Linked DNA regions of Gasterosteus aculeatus: region 1 is linked to region 2. Evidence: chromatin contacts called from public Hi-C data. All regions are on one chromosome and are shown on one strand. The core of a region is the stretch at or near the end of the contact, and the rest is flanking DNA. Distances in the headings are between cores, read along the strand shown.

Region 1 (6,952 bases), core at 297-2,796, 70 kb after region 2:
AACATGAAATTGATATTATTTTCAATCTGACCTGAATCGGACTGAATAACTTTAGTGCAGGTGCCTCCCTCTACTGTCCGTGAAGTACCCTCCTAAATTATTTACTTAAATCCAAATGACATTGTTGTTTTAAATCATCAAGCTGTTACCATCATTTGTTTTCTCTTTATTCTTTATGGGGGGAGTTTCAATAGAGCAAGTCCAAAATGAGATACAGCGCCAACACTATGGGAACCAAACACAGGGTTCAATATATAACAACAACTGAATATATTCAATATTTTTTCCAGTCTCTAGACGTCTTAATATTCCAGTTAAACAAAATACTTCTTGTTTTTCGTGCAGGGTTGGAAATAAAGCCAAATGTAAAATGTATTCAAGCACTTGTAATCTATTGAGTGGTAGATTATTTAATCCACTGAGAGTTGAAGTAAAAAGTGAATTTCCAGCTCTGATTTGTTGTGGGAGCTGATCTGAGTACTCTGGCTCCCTCTTGAGGATTCATTATATGTTTTGGAAACAATTCCTATTGCAACATATCGTTAAATGAATTCCTCAGCAACAGCAAATATTCTTATTTTACAGGTAACTTAACTCCGTAGTGAAGCTCTTTGAATACAGAAAACTGAGTTAAAACAGTTGATTGCACGCAGTCCACCAAGCTGTACGTAATTATAAAAAATGATACTTTTAATTTATGGAGTAAACCATGAAATAAGTATCAACTTGTCAAACCCAGTTTTCTTAATTGCCATTTAAAGCAATTCAAGTTGGCCTGCTCATACTGTATGTGTACATTTAATGTTGCTACTGTTATATTGTTCTCTCAAAGAAAGTAAACCACATCAAATGGGAAAATATGGCTCCAACATAGGTTTGAACATAAAAATACACTTGAAAGCAGTTAAAATACTTTCAGCTCTGTATTACTGCACCATATTAATGTCTGCATTCACTGCTAAAAAAAGTCCAAAACATTATGTCAAAAAATGCAATGGAAAAAGTCACAAATATTAGGTAAAAGCCAATGTCAAAAAAGTCATGGGAAAAGAGTAAAAATATTTATATTTTATTCATTGGTTTATTTGATAAGGAACAGTGCACATTAATAAACACATTGCTGTAAATGTGCCAGTTAGCCAAAAGGCTATTTTTCATGTATAATCTTGTACACAAGACAAAGATTCACATATTTAATCATGTTTTCCCAACTAAATAAGTTACATTTTATTAGGTCAAAAGATGTAAAAAAGTTGTTCAAAAATTGTCATGGAAAAAAAGTTTAAAAAAAAATATTTGTTAAAAAAATGTTTTGGAAAATGTCACGGATGTCAACAAATATTTGATCAATATATAATTTCTTGATAAATGTGAAAAAAAGGTCAAATATATTATGTCATGAAAATGAAAGTAAAGAAATATTTGGTCAAAAAAGTCACAGTATTTTATGTTGACAAATGTCATGGAAATAATTATATATATAGTTGTTTTTATTGCTGACATGAACTTCTAAACTGTGAGAACATGTATTTATCTAAATGCAGTTATTGCGGAACCAACGTGCAGAGACAAAGTCTACACGGAGCCAGTTTAGTTCCGTGCTGCTTGCTGCTAGCTAGCCTCCAGTAGCTCTCTAGCTAGCAGTCTGTTTAGTTGTCCTGTAGCCGTGTGTGTGTTGTGTGGTCGATGAGGTGTGAAGGAAAGAGGAGATGTGGTCCTTTTTTGCCAGGGATCCCGTCAAAGACTTTGCGTATGAAATTCTCCCAGACGCCCAAGAGCAGTCTGGAATATGGAGTCTACATCGGGGGAAGCGAAAGGTAAAAAAGGCAACCCGTCAGCGGGTAACGGTCGGAGGTAGCCTCTTTATGGAGGCCTGTCACTTAGCCGGCTAGCTAGGCGTTGCAGTCCGTTCGCTACTTTGATCCGCGCCCGCTGAGTTGCTGTCTTTTCTCGTCTTTCTCGCCGATTCAATGTCACTGCCGCCGTCTTTCCTCGGCTCGCTGTGTGTATCGATACGTTCCGCCAAAGGAGCGGTCCCCGCTTTGTTTACCGTGAGAGACAGACACGTCTTTCTCGCCACGTCACCTCCACTTCCAGCCGGGTCGGTTACTGTAATCGGGACCGTTTTCAGACTAATGTTTTATCACATTAATGAAGATACCGTCCCTCGTCACTGACGGGACCTCACACAGACAACTGTCCAGATTGTTGTCGTCAAGCAGCTCAATTTGAACTGCAAGAGGCATCATTATCATCACCGCACGGCCGGGGAAAGACGACCAAGCACCTGCTTCCGGTTTGCATCGTGTTCATTGTGATGTCTGTGAATGCAATGCGATGATAAGACTTTTCTATATCACTTTCACCTTCATTTATTTTAACGCAAAAGCGTTTAATATTGCCATGTCCTAAAAATTGCAAGAGCAACGATTGTGTCATTAGATCCAATCTGTGTCCTCAGACCAACGGAGAGCCGGTGTCGGTGTTTCTCTACGAGTTCGCGCAGGGAACAGAGCAGCAAACCCAGCTCGCCAAGGCTGCTTTCAAGCGGATGAAGACCCTGCGTCACCCCAACATCCTGGCTTATGTGGATGGATTGGAGGTGTGTGTTGGGTTCATGTGTATTTTGCATCACACAATTTCATTTTGTATAGTGATCACAGGTAAATGTCTCTCGGCTCTCAGATGTTTCAAATGTAATACTTCAACACTTATGTGAGTGACGTGGTTTTGTCATGTATCTGTCATGTAATCATCATCTTTTCTTTGCATGTTTCCGTTCAGATAGAGGTGAGTGTGAATATGCCATTGTAGGCATTGACATTTATACCACAGTTGTAGCGTGTCATGCACAACATATTATAGGCATTACATGTCTTGCCAAAATAATTCATAAAAAATGAAATGCATCAAGGGGGGGACGTTGTATTGGATGTGTATGTTTGAAATGTTTTTGTGTGCTAAACTCTGTTTCACTCTCAGCGTAGTAGCTCTGGGTAGTAATTGATTATTTACAGCCATTCAATAGAATTCTTTGTCTGTTAATATGTACAGGTAAATGAACATGTATGTATTGTCTATGGTTGTTTCACAGACAGAGAAGAGCCTGTACCTGGTTACTGAGCAGGTGACACCGTTGGCCGTCCACCTGAAGGCCCAGGCGGACCGGGGAGGATCTGGTGAACTGGAGGTCTCCTGGGGGTTGCACCAGATAGTGGTAAGGATAGTAGAGAGGACCATCGGAAACTTGCAGGGGTGCCATTTCTCTGTAAGCCTTTACGCCACTTCTGCCTTTTACTCCCTCCCACAGAAAGCTCTCAGTTTCCTGGTCAATGATTGCCACCTGCTTCACAACAACGTGGGTGTATCGGCAGTTTTTGTGGATCGGGCTGGGGAGTGGAAGCTTGGGGGCCTCGATCATGTGACCCCTGAGCAGGGGGACCCAAGCGGGGTCTCTCTCCCTACCCCAAAGGCAGTTTACCCAGACATGGAGAGATATGACCCTCCAGAGATGTCCAATAGCACGGGAGAGAAATGGTAAGGGGAGAACGATAAAAATAATGTTTTCCAAATGAAAGCAGCAGGAAGTATATTTGGAAGAAGTGGAAGTGACGGATAGAAGAAGTTCGAAATAAGACTCTGTTAAGATGCCTGGGGCAAGAGTTGGTGAAATATAAAACCTGGCATTGGTTACTGTCTACTTTTGTTGCATTGAGCGGTACCCGTGTTTGTTGTAGGGCAGGGGAGGTGTGGCGTCTAGGCTGCCTGATCTGGGAGGTGTTCAACGGGCCGCTGCCTCGCACGTCCTCCCTTCGGTCACTGGGAAAGGTACGACACCCCCGCTCTTCCTTTTGGTTATTACCTCATTATTGTCATTGATTTCACGGCATATTGATACTCTACAGCTATTGTTGTAGTTATTGAAAATGTGTTTTTGTCCAGTCAAATAGACTTTGAAATTAGAAATACTGAAAATGGATGGTTCTTTTCTATATACATTTAGCATTGGAGGGCCGTTGCTTCCTGGTTTCAGAAGACGTGTTGTTCACAGTCTTGTGTTCTCTTTGTGCCCACAGATCCCCAAAGCTCTGGTCCCTCATTACTGTGAGCTGGTGGGCGCCAACCCCAGAGCTCGCCCCAACCCAGCGCGCTTTCTCCAGAACTGTAGAGCTTCTGGAGGATTTCTCAGCAACAGCTTTGTGGAGAGCAACCTTTTCCTGGAGGAGATACAGGTCCACAGACTTAAAGTTAATAAACACATGTACAGATGAGCTGTTTGCATAAGTGTTCTAATCAAATGTCAACAGTAAAGTCCCGCTGTAAAGTACCAAGATAAAAACAAATCAAGTTGGAGTAGACGTGTCATGCGGGGCGCTTGGTGTAATTTGATGTAGTTGCCATGGAAGTAGCATTGGAAACTGTATGATAACAACTAATGATAGGATGACCGATTAGGGCTGTGGGATTAAAGTGTAATTCTCTCCCTCCAGATCAAGGAGCCGGCTGAGAAGCAGCAGTTCTTCCAGGACCTGAGTGACAATCTGGACTCCTTCCCTGAAGACTTTTGCAAACATAAAGTCCTTCCTCAGCTGCTCACCGCCTTTGAGTTTGGCAACGCGGGCGCTGTAGTCCTCACACCGCTCTTCAAGGTGAATCTTTATTGAATATCAGGCCGTAAACTCCAGCAAGCATAGATAACCCAAACCTCCCGAACAAAGTAAGACTGGCATTGTTATTTGGAAGTTATTCTTCTCCCCTCTTCAGTTTTTCTTTCCCGTACGTATTTCTGTCTGTCGGCTAGGTGGGGAAGTTCCTGTCAGCTGAGGAGTACCAACAGAAGATCATCCCTGTTATTGTGAAGATGTTCTCCTCCACAGACCGAGCCATGAGGATACGGCTGCTGCAGCAGGTATTTAAAGGCTGTTTTCATCCAGCCACTGAGAATGTCTTGTACTGATACAGCGAACCTGTTGGTTGTGCTTCTATTTTGTTCCAACCAGGCGTCCAACATGTATTTGCTCTAATATTCTTGCCTCCCTTTGCCCCTGTCTCTCCGTTTCAGATGGAGCAGTTCATTCAGTATCTGAATGAGGCAGCGGTGAACTCTCAGATTTTCCCTCACGTTGTTCACGGCTTCACGGACACCAACCCCGCCATCAGAGAACAGACCGTCAAGGTAGTTGGAACGTGTTAAACAGAACACCAAACCAGGAGGCGGTGTTACACATTACTGGTGTACTGGATGTGCCATAACTATTCTCTGCATCACCCACACAGTCTATGTTGCTGATGGCTCCCAAGCTGAACGAGACCAACCTGAACCAGGAGCTGATGCGCCACTTTGCAAGACTGCAGGCCAGAGACGAGCAAGGCCCAATCCGCTGCAACACCACCGTCTGCCTGGGCAAGATCGCCTCCTACCTCAATGCAGGGGTACAGTACGCCCACGTTGATCTATGGCCAACAAAACGTTGAACCACCATCCAACCAAGAATTTGTTCATGCCCTCTCTTCACAGACTCGACAGCGTGTTCTGATCTCTGCCTTTTGCAGAGCAACTAAAGATCCCTTCCCAGCTTCGCGCTCCGCTGGTGTACTGGGCTTTGCCGCCACACACAACTTCTACAGCGTAACAGAGATTGCCGCCCGCATCCTCCCTACGCTCTGTGCCACTACTGTGGACCCCGATAAGAGCGTCAGGGACCAGGTACACATGACTACGGGCTTTTGACATTGACGTTTTTTTTGTTGTGGTTTAAAATCTTGCTCTTAAAAGTCTTATTGCTATTCAACATTGAGTGGTTGGTAGTTGTTATAGCGAGTGCTGCGGTCATATTGCAGAATTAGGGGGAGCACAGGGATGCTTTGTCATTACAACCAGGGTGGCTGAAGTGTCTTTGATCGACTTGAACATGAAAATGTATTTCTGCTTAAGATGTTCTGTCTTGCTTTCTTCTGTCAGGCGTTCAAAGCCATCAAGAGTTTCCTTTCGAAGCTGGAGATTGTGTCAGAAGACCCCACCCAGCTGGCGGATATAGGTATGTAGCACACAGCACTGGGCTGCAGTCTCCTTTCTACTCTCATGTCTCATTCAGCCGTGGAAACCAGTGGCCACATGCTACATATTTGCTTACCATGCCACTTTTCTGGGGAGAACAAAACCTCTGCGAAAGATTTAAGTTCTAGAAGCAGAATAAACCAACTCCTTTTTTTTTGGTCATGTTTCTGAAATTGAAAAACTAAAAGCTTCAAACTCTCTGTCCTGCAGAGAAGGATGTAGCGTCCTGTGCTCAGCCTGCTGGTGCGTCTTCCGGCTGGGCCGGCTGGGCTGTGACTGGAATGTCCTCGATAACGTCCAAGCTGATCCGCAACGCTCCAGGGACAGAGGGCAGCGCAGCGGCTGAGGACAGCGAGCTCGCCAGTGCCTCCAGCTCCACGAGGGCCGCAGATGGAGTAGCTACAGCTGGTAGGGGTCATTACGTTTGATTTGGAGCGTATTAACAAAGGGCCCCGTACATCCCTTTTCACATTGAAATGACCCCTCGCCACATACACTGTGATATGTAACAATCTGAAGTTCCTCTTTAATATCCTATCGGAAACCACATCTGTGGTTTATCTTTCTTTCGCAGTTTCTGAAAAGAAAACGCCACAAGCCCCCGTGGCTCTCCACGCTGCCTCGAGACAAGCCGACCAACCACGGACTCCCGGGTCAACAGGAAACGTTGACGAGCCAATGGGAGACCGCTGGGATGACGAGGAGGACTGGGGAAGTTTGGAGGTCCGTTTCCTCCACCTTTTTGGACTTCTGAAAACCAATTACATTTTGTATTCTCTGTAATTGTAATTCATGTTGTTGACTCTGTCTCATAAAGGCGCCAGAGAAAACTCTCACTGAGCCAGATGACTGGAACACTGACTGGACAGGGACGGCATCCGCCAAAAAGAAAGC
Region 2 (7,541 bases), core at 3,749-6,248:
GGCCCCGGCACTGTCGCCGCTGATAAGATGCCTTTAGTCGGGGGAACAAGGTGACAGCAGTCAGATTACAAGCCGGTGATTTACTTTCATTCTTGTGACCTAGAAAAAGAAGAGAACATTCTCAGTTCCACTGCAGACGGACCTGATTTACTGTCTGACGTGGTTTATTGAATCCTACTGCAGAATTGTTTAAGAAACCTTCCCAGGATTTCAGGAAAGATTAGTTTGCAGATAGAAGGGGATAGGAATTATAGCATTTGAACAAACACATTCTAACATCGTTGTGGCTCATATTTTCTGTGTTGTTGACATCTACGGAGCTTTCTTATTGCCAGTAAAGTAGACATTCGGCAAAATAACGTCTAAGTATATAATTAGCTACCCTGGATTACCTTTTGTAGCCAGATGCTTTGGGATCTACAACCTTTCGATGGAGCAACTGGGTGCCTCCTACCGGGATGTGCTCTTGTGCTTCTTCCTGGCGGATAAAAGCACTAAAAATGCTCTTGACCTGCAAAATTTTCATCTTCAATAGAAAATATAGTGAGTAGTTCCCCTTGGATGGCCTTATTCAATACTTTTGCTTTGCGTTTGGCTGATCTAGAGGGACGCTCTTTGATATTCTCTAGGCAGACACAGAAACAAGCACTCCCATAACGTCACGATGGAGGTGGTAAGTGCAAAATCAGCTGAAACCAGGATGGGCACAATCATGAGAATAAGAATATCTGTTTGAATGATAATGGCCGGTCAGTCTGCAGAGACTGGAGATGTTGAAGCTCACCGTGTTCAGATAACCAGACTTTTAGTTTCTTTTATCTTCTGTGTTCGGGCGTCTCTCCGCCGGTCACTTTCTGTGTGAAACCTAAAAAGTTTCGGGAGAGTATTGATTCGAGTGACACATGGGACGCGGAGGTGCTAAGAGCCGTCGGAGTGCTTGTCGGATCGCTCTCCACTCGTCTGTGCACAAAGAGGTGGCGTGCACTCTCGCCGAGATGCCCACAGCTACAGGCTCATAAGTGCACCACGCACTCCCATGTAGGAGGCATGTTATACACACACTCGCACGGAATGGGCCTTATTAAATAAGCGCAGGGCCCTCCGTGGTGAAATGGAGCAGTGAGGAGTTATATGCGCTGCCTCCTCTGCAGTGCTGGTGGACCGCCAGCATCACCATAAGCAGTCAGTCAATAGGCTGACTCAACAGTGTGTGAAATTAAGAGGGAAATAGAAGTAGACAGACATTAAGCCTCTCTCCCACTTCCCCCTTCCGCCCTCTCAGACGCCAGACAGCGGCTAATGCACCCCCCGGAGCCCCCACACGCTCTGCTATCACACACCAGCAGCACCACAGCTCCACTCCTGCATGCGCCTGCAAAGAAATAAAAAAAGACACTCAGTGACCTTCTTTGACGGCGTCGACGTAAACACGACACTGATTCTTTTTCCTCCGGACGACGGCTGCAAGTTTCAGGTTTAATTCAAACTGCAGTGCTGGAAGCGGAGACATCTTTTTGCGTGCAGCCACATCTGCAAGATGAGGTTTTGTTTGAGGGATGGTTTTTTTTTTTAAATGTTTGGAGCTGCGTCCCATAAAAACAAGAAGCTGAAATGATGTCGCTCAAAAAACACAACTACTAACAGAACCAGTCACGCCTACTGGGAAGATGTGTTGAATATCTCTCCCCAGCTTCTTGATATGTTAATGGGGCTCTTGTTTTTGAGTCAGACACAAAATCTTTTCTGCTGAGAACCCTATTTTGTCAAAGCAGAGGGGAGTCACATCTCCATACCAAATGTCTGGATTAGAATGAAACTGCTATTAAGGAAGTTCCGAACAACGGCCTAATGATAAAAACTTCAGTTGCCAAGGTAATATGCAAAACAGTCTCATTGACTCGGAGTTGAACCATGAGAACAACCTTCAAAAGAGAGGCTGGAGAATCGAACCGTGTCCTGTTGACTGAAACGCACTAAGCTTCTTCTCTTTGTTTCAAACTACGTACTCACTGTCGAATACACTTGCTGCTATATGCGTTATACATATTATATATAATATGTTACTCTCAGTTTAACAGACTGATAAAGGACGTTTAAATATAACAAGTGGTGCAAAGTAACTATAGAGACTGATATCAAACTAGCTCTAGTTCTACATTTCACAGGGAAATACTGTATTTTTGCTTGATTGTTTTAACAGATGTTAATTTGAAGATTTCGTGGGGGAAATCACGTTTTAGTATAAAACATGACGATGTTAGTTTAAATAAAATAATTGAAACTAACATGACAATCCTTTTTACATTTGTATGCATCAGTATTGGGTATAAAAAGGAAATCTCTCGATACGTTTTACATCATGATATAAATATCGAAGCAGTTCATTTAACATTTAGTAAACCGTATACAAACTTCATTTTTTTCTATTCCAGTGAAATAGAGAAGAGAAGAAATGTCATCACAGAGATTATTATTGACATATTATTAACTTTAAGTCCAAATGTACTCAAGAATCCACTAGAGGGAGCAACAATACATAAACAAATGAGCAGTTTACATTCTAAACATGGCAAGTGGCTTTTGTTGAACACTTAATTGTTAATAAATGTAAATGTTTATGGTGGTATAAAAGAACAAAACCAGAAGTCTCATTCCTGTGGAGGATGCCGTGCTCGTTGAGCGTGTTTGGTTTCCTCAACCCTTCCCGCTGCAATCTGATTCCCTCTGCTCACCGAGAGCATCTGGCTGATGATGAATGTAAGTGGCCGAGGGGCCGAGGGAAGACAACGGCTGCAGATGGATATTGACCAAAAGAGGAAAAAGCCGATGGTATTTCATTGAGCTACGGCAAATTGCGCCGTGTTACACAACAAGATCAATGTCCTCTTTTCTCCTTTCAGTCGTCTCTGGGGAACTTTTAACGCTCAAACTTCTCCTGGCGGAGAGCACCTGAAAACATCAACGAGACGTGTGAGGAGCGTTTAATCTGCGAGATCATAGCGAGGTTTCAGAGGTCCCTCCTTTGACTTCAGAGGGAGTTTGCGCGAAGGGTCACATGCTGCACCGCCGCAGCGTCACGATTCTCCCGCTCTTGGAGACACTTGGTATTCATGGTGGTAAAGTGCTGCCTTTATGTTCCGTGACCAAGGTCGGTGGTTAAAAACGCGTGATTGAATCTCTCTGGTTGAATTCACAAGGAAAAGCGTGCCAGGTCAAAATGTCCGACTTACAACAGGCACAACAAAGATAAAGTCAGTGTTCAACGCCGGCTGTGGTGGGAATGATTGTCAGGTCTGAGGCGACAAGCCACAAAAGAGGCTGATGAGTGACCATTGAACTCTTACCATCATATTCTTACGCTTAGTCCTTCCTTACTTAATAATACACGTACAGCGTCATCCACCAGGGGCCATCTTGGCAAAAAGAAAACTTTTCAACTGCAACGAAATTCGACAAAAAATAAGAATGAGATTCCTCAAATGTAAAGAGATGTGGGTTGAGGTTGATGACACAATACAGGTTTTAGTGAATATTATCAGAGTGGATAGTGAGCATCGATTTGTAAAGTGAGTTTTAAAAAAAAATCTTAGTTATGATGTTTTACGGCGCCCCTTTCTTTCCGCTGAGGTTAAAAGGTCAATGCACGAGGTCATTAACTAGTTAATGAGCTTCCCATTTAAAGCAAACAAAGGTGTGTTTACCTCCTCCGCACCCGAGTATAAAACCAACCAGATGTCAGAAAAAAACCACATAGACATGAATTCATGTCTTAATTGCTGTTAACAAAACAAAAGAAAACACCAGAATGAAATGGCCATGTTTCAATTAGTTGAAAGATCACATTATCATTCCCCAGGTGAGAAGCGATATGTCATCCGTGCAGGTCATTGGATTTTAAGGCTCGGCGGGTGAAGGGATTGGCTCAATCTCGAAACAGCCGATTGATTTTCCTCTCTTTATTTGCAGCACTTGGCAAAAGGCATCGGGATATTTTCCTCCCTTGGCACACTGAATGTAATTTAGTCTTTACGCAGCGAGCACAGTTACCACCTGCTTTCTATTTTCTTGGGGTTGACATTTGAGGATTTGAGATACGTTTGTGAAATGCTTTGAGAAAAACAAACAAACAAACAGTGTGGTTTGACTTGAGTACATTTCCTGTGATATCTGTTACTGGAGCCTGATGAGATTAAACATTTGAAGTGAGCAGAATGTCAAACCAAATTTGTCTTCATAGGCAAAATAAACATTTCTTTAACTCATTCAACGCTGTTGTTTCTGTATTCATCTGAACTCCTTCCTTATTCTCACAATAAGACTCAGATTTAAAGCACCGGATTAACAATAATAAGGTCAGATAAAGACCTTCAAGTATTCTAAAAAAACATTGCTACTCTGGAATGTATGTGTGTTTGGTGGGGGGGGTCGGTAAATCGGTTACACCCCATAATTAGAATATTGTTGACATGTGTTTTCCATTGACCTGGAACCGGAGCGTTCGGCAGCACGACCCCAGCACACCGGGGGACCGGGCCACCACACGGTTTCAATATGCAGCAACTGGTTTTAATCGAGACAAACACGCACAGGATTCTGTGTCTGGTTGTAACGTGATACTTTAATTTACTTAAAAAAGACAACATGTGCTGCGTGTCTGGAGAAACAATGCGTTTATGTCTTCTTGGCGGAAGAGACAATGATCTCAACCGAAGAAGCTCATCGGCGACGTCGAATGAGGGCCGTTCGAAGGAAAAACACATCCTCGCTAACGGAACCCATTTGGAGCTATTCTTGGGTTTCACTCCTCGAAGGGGAGGGGGGGAGTCTGGGACTTGGGCCCGATGTTTTGAAAATCCTTCTCCTTATCAAAATCTGTATGCTGCCTATGGAAAGACATGCGCACACACACCCACACCCACACAGGGAGCGAGAGCTGTCCGTGGGCCCAGTCGTGCTTCACCCATGCAGAGGTGTCTGTTAGCAGTGGGGAGTTGTCATTGGCCATGGAGGCTTACTGCTCTGCCAGGTAATGACTGATATCAGAGTGCAGCTCGCAAAGCAGCAGCACGTGTAGACCTGGGCAGAGATGAAGGAATGATGGGAACGTGTCTGCATCAATCCGGTTCCTGCCACCTAATGATGTGTATTTACGTTCCATTAGCTCTGAAAGGGTAAACAGGACTGCGGGAGCAGCTCACTTAAAGGTAAAAGCCACATTTTTCTGATCTAATATCGTGAACGTTACTTGTGGCCACGCGGAGCTGGCAAATGAAAAGGCTCATGGGTATGAGAAGCGGGAAAGGGAAATTGATGATTTGTGTGATCGCCCGAGAAAGAATCATAACTTTGAGTCATATGCTGTGGTTTTTAATTTGGTGATCCAATTTATTCGCTGTGATGATGTCGTCTACTGCCAGGAACGCTTTCTGCTTGTGCCGGAGAAATGGTCGAGGTCTTAAAATCCTTCACATTTCCTGACAGCTGAAGAGCCAGAATTTATTTATATAATGGAAAAGCTTGTGAGGTTAATTTAGCATGTTAATGCTCGAACACAAGGACGTGGATATTTCCAGTAATGAGTTTAAAACCTGCATCATCCACCGGCCACACAGATCGAATGTTTAATTTGTGAAACACTTTGAGTGAGAGGAATGTGAAAGACATTTTTAGATTTTGGAGGGGTGTGTATTTGTGTTTTTAGGCTCTCTAGCTGCAGAAGAACAAAAAAACAAGTTTAAAGTCTTGGGGGAGAATTGTTGAGCCACATAAAGAATGGAATCCACTTCATTATTCTAGCATGCAAGTGTCATAATTACCATGGGAATTATCCATTTAACACCCAAAACATATTTCCGTGAGATCACAGTAAACTTTGACCATCAAATTTAAATCGGTAACTTGGGATGGAAGTTTGCGCCACACACATGAAATGGTCGTACGATGCACAAGATGCTTCAGACCTTTTCCATCCAACTCATGGGGCAACAGTTTATGCACCTTCAGTCCACCAAAAACACTGGCGAAGAAGTGAGAAGGCGGCAACAATAGAGAGCTGTGCAGGCATTCGGGAGACGGGGCTTATCGAACTGTCGATTGTCCCCACATCTGTCCACTAGGCAACCAGCTGTGACACTGAGTCACCTCAGAGGATTCTTTCTGGACTCCCTTAACTTTGCTGGACTCTTTGTTGTCCTTTTCAAGTCAAAGATAAGATAAGATAAGTTGTTATTGATTTAGGCAATGCAGCGGCATGAGGTCATAAGTAGCCTACAGATGAACAGATGAGGGAAAAACAGAGAACAAGTAGTCGAGGACGTACAACTAATTTAGAAATGAACAACAAGAGCAATTCAAAACAACAAAGCAATACATGGAACATGGCAGCAAATATGAACAATATACGAATAAACATTAAAAAAACATACCGTGATCGGAGAAGTACGATATACAACGTGGTTACATTGTCCTGACAAGGGACCTGGAAGAAAAGGGGGACAAAGTTGCCCACCCGCTTTACATTCTGCTCCATGTGACATCTTGGATGATCCCAATGTTTTTTTCGTTTCTTTTTTCTAGTCAGTAGTTCTTAAAGCGGTGAACAAGGAAATGTCTGTGATGACACAAAGAAGAATCCTTTATGTGTCATGAATCACAAAATGTTGTGGCAGAACAATCAAGATCCCAGAAGAACATTTGCAACAGAACCAGAAGAATGCCACAACATTTTGTGATTCATGACACATAAAGGATTCTTCTTTATGTCATGTGACATTTCCTTGTTCACCGCTTTAAGAACTACTGAATACTGACTACATTTCCAAGGAACCCACAGATGCTGTAATTACTCTGCATTGAGTCATGATGTGGCGAGAGTTACATCGCAATTAACAAACGCCTCACCTATTTCTACGCCTACTACTGATGACCTGATGCGAAACAGATCCCAGAGTAATAAAGAACGACATAAACTCATCAACGTGTTCATGTTAGCTGGTTTCTATTATAATATGTAGCCTTTTTAAAGCCAGAGACTGAGTCCTCTTTCACCTCTCACGCTGCATAGTACACATCGCTTCCTCAACTTCTCCAAATGTCTCCTGGATTCCGGAAACTTTTATGAATTTATTAGCCTGCGTAGTTAGATCGAAACCTTTTACAGTGTATCTTCCACAGTAATAATCAAGTCAGATTAGCTTCATCTTCTCCAACCTTCAGCCGGTGAGCAACAGTTTACATTTCAGCTGGCAGACAACAGCTAGAACTGAGAACCTTACTTCCACATCTGTCAAGGGACCAAAGGACCAAAGGTGTAAAAATACACCTGTGATATTCATGTAATCATGTATCCTCGGCTCTGTAAAATGTTCAAATGAAAACACGGCTAACTTGTGTTTAGCCCGCCGTCATTGGAATGGTGAAACAGCTGGTTAAACAGATTCAGAAGCCTTTAGATGATGTCATGGAAATTCCTCCTGATGGTGAGAACGCCTCCGGGACCAAAGCTACTCGCAACCATCTGCACTTCAGAAAAAGGTCAGTCG

What was found. Hi-C and Micro-C count contacts between places; a contact is called where the count stands out from the background.
Region 1: a contact with region 2 is called in a Hi-C map of skeletal muscle, with 3 times the contacts expected there. The contact joins the promoter of scyl1 here to the enhancer-like site in region 2. A contact is called at or near these places in 2 of 6 Hi-C or Micro-C datasets (skeletal muscle and tail fin).

What each region holds. Positions count from the first base shown.
Region 1 is chr4:8,197,128-8,204,079 of fGasAcu3.hap1.1, forward strand. It overlaps scyl1 (SCY1-like, kinase-like 1), which reads left to right and starts at 1,547. Exons shown (of 18, transcript XM_040175137.2): 1 at 1,547-1,817; 2 at 2,462-2,602; 3 at 3,095-3,217; 4 at 3,311-3,537; 5 at 3,738-3,828; 6 at 4,077-4,232; 7 at 4,491-4,649; 8 at 4,802-4,909; 9 at 5,063-5,176; 10 at 5,278-5,433; 11 at 5,519-5,707; 12 at 5,963-6,038; 13 at 6,269-6,466; 14 at 6,633-6,781; 1 more. The coding sequence starts at 1,710.
Region 2 is chr4:8,123,458-8,130,998 of fGasAcu3.hap1.1, forward strand. No RefSeq gene overlaps it. Among protein-coding and RNA genes, the nearest start is that of hs3st1, 9.2 kb to the right of the region's middle. Within about 2 kb of position 4,999, at least 1 of the 9 cell types and tissues checked has open chromatin away from gene starts, as enhancers often do.